Linked DNA regions of Sus scrofa: region 2 is linked to region 1. Evidence: chromatin contacts called from public Hi-C data. All regions are on one chromosome and are shown on one strand. Each heading gives the region's core, a stretch centred on a gene start, on an enhancer-like site or on the middle of the called end of the contact. The rest is flanking DNA. Distances are from core to core; before and after follow the strand shown. Region 1 has its middle 62 kb from the start of GNPNAT1. Region 2 overlaps LOC106509109 (a long non-coding RNA gene).

The links. A called contact is a pair of places that touch in the nucleus more often than the background predicts.
Region 2: a Hi-C map of liver shows a contact between it and region 1, with 2.1 times the contacts expected there. The contact joins two enhancer-like sites. A contact is called at or near these places in 1 of 5 promoter capture datasets (liver), 24 of 47 Hi-C or Micro-C datasets (adipose tissue, alveolar macrophages, brain and 12 more) and 1 of 2 datasets of contacts at active chromatin or transcription factors (skeletal muscle).

Annotation. Positions count from the first base shown.
Region 1 is chr1:182,483,521-182,487,585 of Sscrofa11.1, reverse strand. No RefSeq gene overlaps it. Among named protein-coding and RNA genes, the nearest start is that of GNPNAT1, 62 kb to the right of the region's middle. Within about 2 kb of position 1,720, at least 2 of the 83 cell types and tissues checked have an H3K27ac peak or open chromatin away from gene starts, as enhancers often do. A contact at or near this core is called in fetal liver and liver, where this site is marked.
Region 2 is chr1:182,621,291-182,625,355 of Sscrofa11.1, reverse strand. It overlaps LOC106509109 (a long non-coding RNA gene), which reads left to right. Exons shown (of 3, transcript XR_001306376.2): 3 at 1-681. Among named protein-coding and RNA genes, the nearest start is that of FERMT2, 16 kb to the right of the region's middle. Within about 2 kb of position 1,870, at least 4 of the 83 cell types and tissues checked have an H3K27ac peak or open chromatin away from gene starts, as enhancers often do. A contact at or near this core is called in fetal liver and liver, where this site is marked.

The DNA of each region.
Region 1 (4,065 bases), core at 471-2,970:
ATGAACCTATCTAGAGAATAGCAACAAACTCACAGATATAGAGAACAGACTTGTGGTTGCCAAGGAGGAGCGGGAGGGAACGGGATGGCCTGGGAGTCTGGGGTTAGCAGATGCAAACTATCACATTTAGGAGGGATGCAATGAGGTCCTGCTGTATAGCACAGGGAACTATATCCAATCACTTGTAATGGAACATGATGGAAGATGATGTGAGAACAAAGAATGTATATACATATGTATGACTGGATCACTTTGCTCTATAGCAGAAATTGACAGAAAATTGTAAATTAACTATATTTTAAGAAAAAAAAATTTTTTTAAATAAAACAGACTCTTAAACCTCTCACAACAGTAAACGCAATACAGTATGAAATTATGGAATGACTAATTTTTACTCGAACCAATCATACATTACACATTTTGCAAAAACTGAGGCTCTGCCTCACACCAGAATTTATCTTAAATAAGACAAGATTTCAATGAGTCTCAGTTTGTTCATCTATAAAATAAGATGCATAATATTTAGGAATCTTTCCAACTTCAAAATTAGGCAGGCTTGTGCTTAACATAAAACAATACATAGCACCATCTAGAGGTAAAAAGAAATACTTCCCTACATTTTCCCCCAGTCAATCAATCTTCAGCAAAAGCTCAAGTAGATAAATTTCATATTAGCAGAAGTTGCCCAAGTAAATGTATTAGAATTTTAATAGCCTCTCTAATATAGGATCAAACTTTTAAAATGAATCTATCATCACATCTGCAAGAGTTTTTAGCTCCCATGTAAATCTAGCTCATTTCCTACTACCACTTTTTTAAGGGATCAACTCTGAGAAAATTGGCATTGCTTGAGAAAATTCAGGACAGCATCTTCAATGTGACTCTAAGGACCACAGATGTTATGATTACTTAATAATGTGATGTATCATAGTGTACAACAGATATGTGGTATACTGGAGGTATTCTTTACCTTTTGGGGCTTTGGGGATTTGATGAAAACTGTGGTCAAAAAACAGTTTCTCTGTGATTAAAACACAATGTCATCCTCTGGCTTCAACTTCAGGGAAAAGAACACCTGGATTGAAAAAATTCCAGTGGTGGTTTCCCTGAATCTATCTGAACTTGAAGAAAAATTTAAACTATGGAAAGGTCTGAAGTCTCTAGATTTCCAATCACCGTTAACATCTAGGATGTTACAACATTTTGTTTCCAGCCTGATATTAAGAACAGCTTCCTGGGGTACCCCTGGGGCTCAACAGGTTAAGAACCCAACACAGTGTCTGTAAGGATGCAGGTTCAACCCCTGGCCTCGCTCAGTGGGTTTAAGGACCTGGTGTTGCCGTGACCTGTGGTGTACGTCTCAGATGTGGCTTGGATCCTGCATTGCTGTGGCTGTGGCTGCAGCTTCTATTCAACCCCTCACCCAGGATCTTCCATAAGCCACAGGTACAGCAGTAAAAAGAAGAAAACAAACAAAAAAGATCAGTTTCCTTTTGGAACCTCCTTTGGAACTGCACTGGTTTAATTTGTACTTTCTGTATTGTTCTGAGTGTGTTCTTCAGGTTCACTGTGCTTAACCTTCCAATTAAATTATAAGCTCACCAAGTGAAACTGCACCTTCTGGTGGCCTTGGATTAAGTGACAAATAACTTGCTAGTGGCTATGAAGACACAATTCCTCTGGCAAATAGTAATGTGCAAAGTAAAACAGAGCTCAGGCAAATAAAGGTTAAATAATTGTGTGACAAAGTTCAGAAAGAGTGTTGCCTAAGATCTGAGTTTACCCTTGACTCATTTAAATCAGATTTAAAAGAAAAACAACAAAATCCTTTCTGAAACGGCCTTGAATTTGTCTGATCACCAATTTTTCTTCTTTTTTTTCTTTTCAGGACCTCACCTGCCACACATGGATGTTCCCAGGCAAGGGGTCAAATCAGAGCTGTAGCCACCAACCTACACCACAGCCACAGCAATATGAGATCTGAGCCATGTTTGTGACCTACACCACAGCTCACGGCAATGCAGGATCCTTAACCCATGGAGCAAGGCCAGGGATAGAACCCATGTCCTCACGGATACTAGCCAGGTTCGTTACTGCTGAGCCACGACAGGAACTCCTGATCTCCAATTTCTAACTCATAATTTGGGAAAAAGATTTCTTTTGGGGAATTGCATAATCATACATTGTTCTTTTATCTTTTTTTTTTTTTTTGTCTTTTGTCTTTTTTGTTGTTGTTATTGTTGCTATTTCTTGGGCCGTCCCGCTCCCTCAGCATATGGAGGTTCCCAGGCTAGGGGTTGAATCGGAGCCGTAGCCACCGGCCTACGCCAGAGCCACAGCAACGCTGGATCCGAGCTGCGTCTGTAACCTACACCACAGCTCACGGCAACGCCGGATCGTTAACCCACTGAGCAAGGGCAGGGACCGAACCCGCAACCTCATGGTTCCTAGTCGGATTCGTTAACCACTGCGCCACGACGGGAACTCCTTTTTTTTTTTTTCTTTTTTTTTTTTTTTTTTTTTGTCTTTTGTCTTTTTTGTTGTTATTGTCATACATTGTTCTTAATAGGGATGAGAAAAAGGGACTAAAGGTTCTACCCAAATTTTATTCTTCTAAGTTTTCAAACATCTAGAAAAGTTGAAAGAATAGTATGATAAGCAGCCTTTCACTTACCACCTACCTTTAACCATTGTTAATATTATTCATGTCACTGTATTTATTTCTGAAAAACTTAATCTGTTACAGACATCATGACACTTCACCCCCTAATATTTCAAACATCACTTATGAACAAGGAAATTCTCCTTCACAACCTCAGTGTCATTGTCACACCCCCCAAAATTATTAAGAGTGCTCTAATATCTAATATTCAGTTGAAATCCAAACGTTCATAATTGTCCCAAGGACGTCCTTTATAGCTGCTAAAAAAAAAAACCAAGATCTAATCAAGGATTACAAATTGCATATAGTTTTTATTTTATTTATTTATTTATTTTTTTAGGGCTGCAGGTACAGCATATAGAAGCTGCCAGGCTAGGAGTAGAATCAGAACCTAGGTGATGGCCTACACCACAGCCAGAGCAACACCAGATCTGAGCCGCAACATATACCATAGCTCGCAGCAACACCAGATCCTTAACCCACTGAGCAGCGCTAGGATCAAACCCAAACCCTCATGGATACTAGTTGGGTTTGTTTCTGCTGAGCCACAATGAGAACTCCAGTTTTTACTGTTTTTGAAGCATTTATTCACTGGACACTTACTACGTCCCAGTTACACAGGCCTTCCTACTTAATTTTCACAAGAAATTTGAGAGTTTTTGTTGTTACATCAGGGGGTGATGAAGTCCTTGCCTCTGAAGATTCTGATGTATTTTAATTACTCACCATTATATTCACAGAATTGAGCACAGAGCCTTGAATATACCAGGTACTGATATAAAGCTGTGGAATAAATGAAGGCATGGTGTACTTGTCCATTCTGATGGAAAAGCTACAATAAAAACATGATGAAGGAGTTCCCTTGTGGCACAGCAGGTTAAGGATCCAGTGCTGTCACTGCAGCAGCCTAGGTCACTGCTGTGGCGCAGGTTTGATCCCTAGCGCAGGCACTTCCACATGCCACAGGTGTGGCCAAAACAAACAAAAAAACTGTGATGGTAAAGTACCAAATCTGCTGTGATACTACACTGAGGCAGAGGCAGTCTCTCATCCATGCTCCCCTGCTTCTCCAGGCACTTTGATGAAACATCTGAGCAGTCTGCACTAGCTGCCTCAAGAGACTTGCTGTAGGATAACTTACAATTCATGCTAATTTTACATTTATTCAATAGATCCATTTTTCATTTTAAGATTAAAAGTGGTTTTTAATTTAGTATCAAGGAGGAAAAGGGTCTCCCATTTGTTTTCTGTTTGTTTATTTGTTTGTTTTGGTTGGTTGGTTATTTTTTGTCTTTTTTTAGGGCTGCACCTGCAGCTTATGGAGGTTCCTAAGCTAGGGGCCCAATGGAGCTGTAGCTGCTAGACTACACCACAGCCACAGCAACACAGGATCTGAGCCCCAT
Region 2 (4,065 bases), core at 621-3,120, 140 kb before region 1:
GCTTAAACAGAGGGAGTTTTTGTTGGTTCACCAGTTAATTGATGGAAGATAGGAAAGTTGGAGAACTAGATTCAGAATATGGACGAAACGTAAGGAAGGCTTGGTGGAAGGCATAGCCATGTTGACCCTTCTGTGACACTCTGGGCGGGACACTGCTGCTGGTGCTGTACACACTGCACAGTAGACTGCTGCCATGGGGCTCTCACTGCCATTGTGCCTGTGCCCCAGGCTTTGATTCTTCCTCTGTGGCTCCCAGTCCTGAGTAGGAACAATCCATTGACAATCTGTATGTTTCTTCATTGACCAGGAAGAGGGGAGATGCTTCCTTCCAGGTCAATGGTTGTGGCTGAGGGTATTCTGCCTCTTACCTAGACTTACATGATGGGGTGTACCCCAGATACAAAGAGTTCAGTACCTAGTACTGAACATCTAGTAGTCATTACTGACAATAGTAAATTGTCCGACCAGCTCCTGCTACTTCTGTGACCTCCACACCTATTCACTCTGCTGCAGGCTCAGTGCAAAACACCATGCACACTCCTGCCTCAGGGCCTTTGTACATGCCATTTTCACATCTAAAGTGTTCTCCAAATATCTGCAAGATGCCTTCCCACCTTAATCAAATCTTTACACAAACATCACACTCTCATAAGGCCTTTTAATGCCATTCTATTTATTTATTTATTTCTCTTTTTTTTTTTGCCTTTTTCTAGGGCTGCACCTACAGCACATGAAGTTTCCCAGGCTAGGGGTCCAATAAGAGCTGCAGTCGCTGGCCTACGCCACAGCCACAGGAATGCAGGATCTGAACCACGTCTGCAACCTACACCAAAGCCCACGGCAACACCTGATCCTTAACCCACTGAGTGAGACCAGGGATCAAGCCCGCAACCTCATGGTTCCTAGTCGGATTCATTAACCACTGAACCACGACGGGAACTCCAATTGCCATTTTATTTAAAAATGTACACTACACTTCTTAGTTCCTCATCCCTGCTACTTTTTTTTTTTCTTTTTAATTGTTAACATTATCTAACATAGAATTTGTGTATATTCTCTTTCCCCTAAGATGTAAGCTCCATGGGGCCAAGAATTTTAGTCTGTTTTGATCAATGCTGTATCCCTAGTATCTCGAAGAGTGCCTGGAAAATACTAAGTGTTCGATAAACATGTCTTGCTTAAAATGAATGCAGAGCCAATATCTGCACAATCCCTTTGAAATCCCTTTGGAACACATTTGTTGTATGATTGACAATGATTCGTCTGAGATTTTAATCACCCTACCAATAGATCTGTCTAGAATGTGTTGTTCTCATTTTAATTTGTTGTACAAGGCAAAAATGAAAAATTTCAATAGGTTAAAAAATTGTGTAATTTATTGTTTCTTTTCCTTCAACCAGGCTTATCCCTCCACCTAGAAGGAAATTAGATGAGTGAGACAAGCATCAGTTGTTATAAAACCATACCTTATGCATTGTTCTCTTCTCAGAGTTTCTAAATTGATATTTGGCTGATTTATTGCACTACTTTTCAGGGTATTGCTGCAAGGTTAATACTTTTCAAGGTCATCCCTTTTCTCCTGCATTCAGAAAGACAGGAAGCTGGTCTGTTTCCAGTTTGCAGGGATGGATGAGTCCTCAGGAGCTGCTGCGAGCAAAGCAGCACCACAGTGAGCTTTACTCACCGTGAAGTCCCAGGAGGCAAAACATCAGGCCCCTCCCAGAGACGAAGGCATTGATCATGGCCAAGTGGTCATTAGTGAGTCAAAAACAGAGACTGAGTATCTACTGGGCAAAGCTGTGCTGGGTCTTCCCTTTCTGTAGTTTGCTGTCCGGCCTTCTATCAGCAGAGGAGTTCATCGGGCCCTGCCCTGTGCACACTTGGGCAAACAGGAAGTAGAAGGGAGAGGATCCAGCCCGCTTTAACTAGCACTTCAGGACATTTCATGTTTGTGTGCCTGGCAGGGGGCCTGGTTTTAGTGGCCCTGTTTCAAATGATAGCACATTTCCCTGTTTGTAGAATAAGAGGTGAAGAAGAACTGTCATTTATTCATTCGCAGAACACATTCAAATAAATGCAGTGTTTCCGTAAATAGGATGGTCTCTATGTCCACAAGAAGAAATCGATTTAAACAGATGGATTTTTGGGGTTAAGAAATTTTTTAATTTTTAGGAGTTCCTGTCGTGGCTCAGCTGCTTATGAACCCCACTAGCATCCATGAGGATGTGGGTTTGATCCCTGGCCTTTCTCAGTGGGTTAAGGATCTGGTATTGCCGTGAGCTGTGGGGTAGGTCACAGATGTGGCTCAGATCCTGAGTTTCTGTGGCTGTAGCGTAGGCTGGCGGACTACAGCTCCATTGGACCCCTAGCCTGGGAATCTCCATATGCTGTGGGTGCAGCCCAAAAAAGACAAAAAAAAAAAAAAAAAAAAAAGAAAGAAATTTTTTAATTTTTAAAACTAGAGAAAACTGCAGCCAATGCAATACAAACCCATATTCCTACCATTCAGAATTATCAACAATTACCAGTTTGTCTTATTTTGCTTCCAGCCTTAAAAAAAGAGAAATCTATATAGTACATAATGGAAATTAGAGTAATATCAGAGTTCCCTTTGTGGCTTAGTGAGTTAAAAACCCAACTAGTATCCATGAGGATGCAGGTTTGATCCCTGGCCTTGCCCAGTGGGTTAAAAGATCCAGCATTGCTGCAGCTACGATGTAGGTTGAAGATATGGCTCAGATCTGGTGTTGCTGTGGCAGTGGCATAGGCTGCAGCTGCAGCTCTGATTCCACCCCTAACCTAGAAACTTCCATATGCCACAGGTGCAACCCTTAAAAAGCAAAAAAAAAGCAAAAAAAAAAAAAAAAAAAAAGGAAAGAAAGAAAGAAGAGTAATATATAAGAGCTTGCAGTAAAAGTAAGCCCCCTGCCCAGACCAATGATCTTTTTCCTCTGAGGCAACCTCTATTATAGATCTCTTCTATTTCCTTACAGATATATTCTATGCACATGTAAGCCTGTATGTAAATGCATTCTCCCTTTCTCTTTGTCTTTCACTAATAGATGCTCACAATACACAACCTTCTGTATCTTACTTTTTTTTCAATTAATATGTCTTGGAGACTGTTGAAATAGAAGAGTTATGTTTATTTGTTTGTTTCGGGCATGGCCGTGGCATGTGGAAATTCCCAGGCCAGGGATCAAACCTGTCCCAAAGCAGCAATCAAAGTCACTTCAGTGACAACACCATATCCTTAACACCCTGTGCGCCACAGATCTCCAAAACAGGAGAGTTTTTAAGTCGAACATAAGAAAGTACTTTTTAGCTGCCATGATGATAAAATTCTGGAATGAGTCACTAAAACTGATAATATTAATTTCAGCTCTCTCAAGCCACCACTGGCAACATATATGCACAGGCTGAGGTTCCTGAGAAGCCAGCTCTGATATGGAGATTAGTATGCAGGGATTTCACTACGAAGTACTCTTAGAATCAACACCTACAGAAGAGAAGAGAAGAAGAGAAAAAAGCAGAAATGAGCAGAAAGTTCAGGTTGCAGTGCAGTCTCAGCTAAGGCCTCATGACCCTTGGGGAGCTGAAGCTGGAATGGCCCTTCCGAGTTGTCCTGAATCAGGAAGGCGTCCAGGCCTTTATACCTCCACATCAATCAGTCTCAGGATGTACGTGGCCCTGGGGAGGGTGTGACCTTGGACTTCATGGTCACGCCAGCCAAGACAATTTCCAGAGAAGGAAGGCCAACAGCTAAGGGCTCCCTGCCAAGGGCACTCCCCAAACGGTGGTGGGTGGTGGGGGGGGGAGGGGAGGAAGTTCTTCATCCCTGAAGGAGGATCTGGGTAAAGCATCACAGGATCCACAATTAACAACAACAACAAAAAAAGAGTTCCTGTCGTGGCTCAGTGGTTAATGAATCCGTCTAGGAACCACGAGGTTGTGGGTTCAATCCCTGGCCTTGCTCAGTGGGTTAAGGATCTGGCACTGCCATGAGCTGTGGTGTAGGTCACATATACGGCTCAGATCCCAAGTTGCTGTGGCTCTGGCATAGGC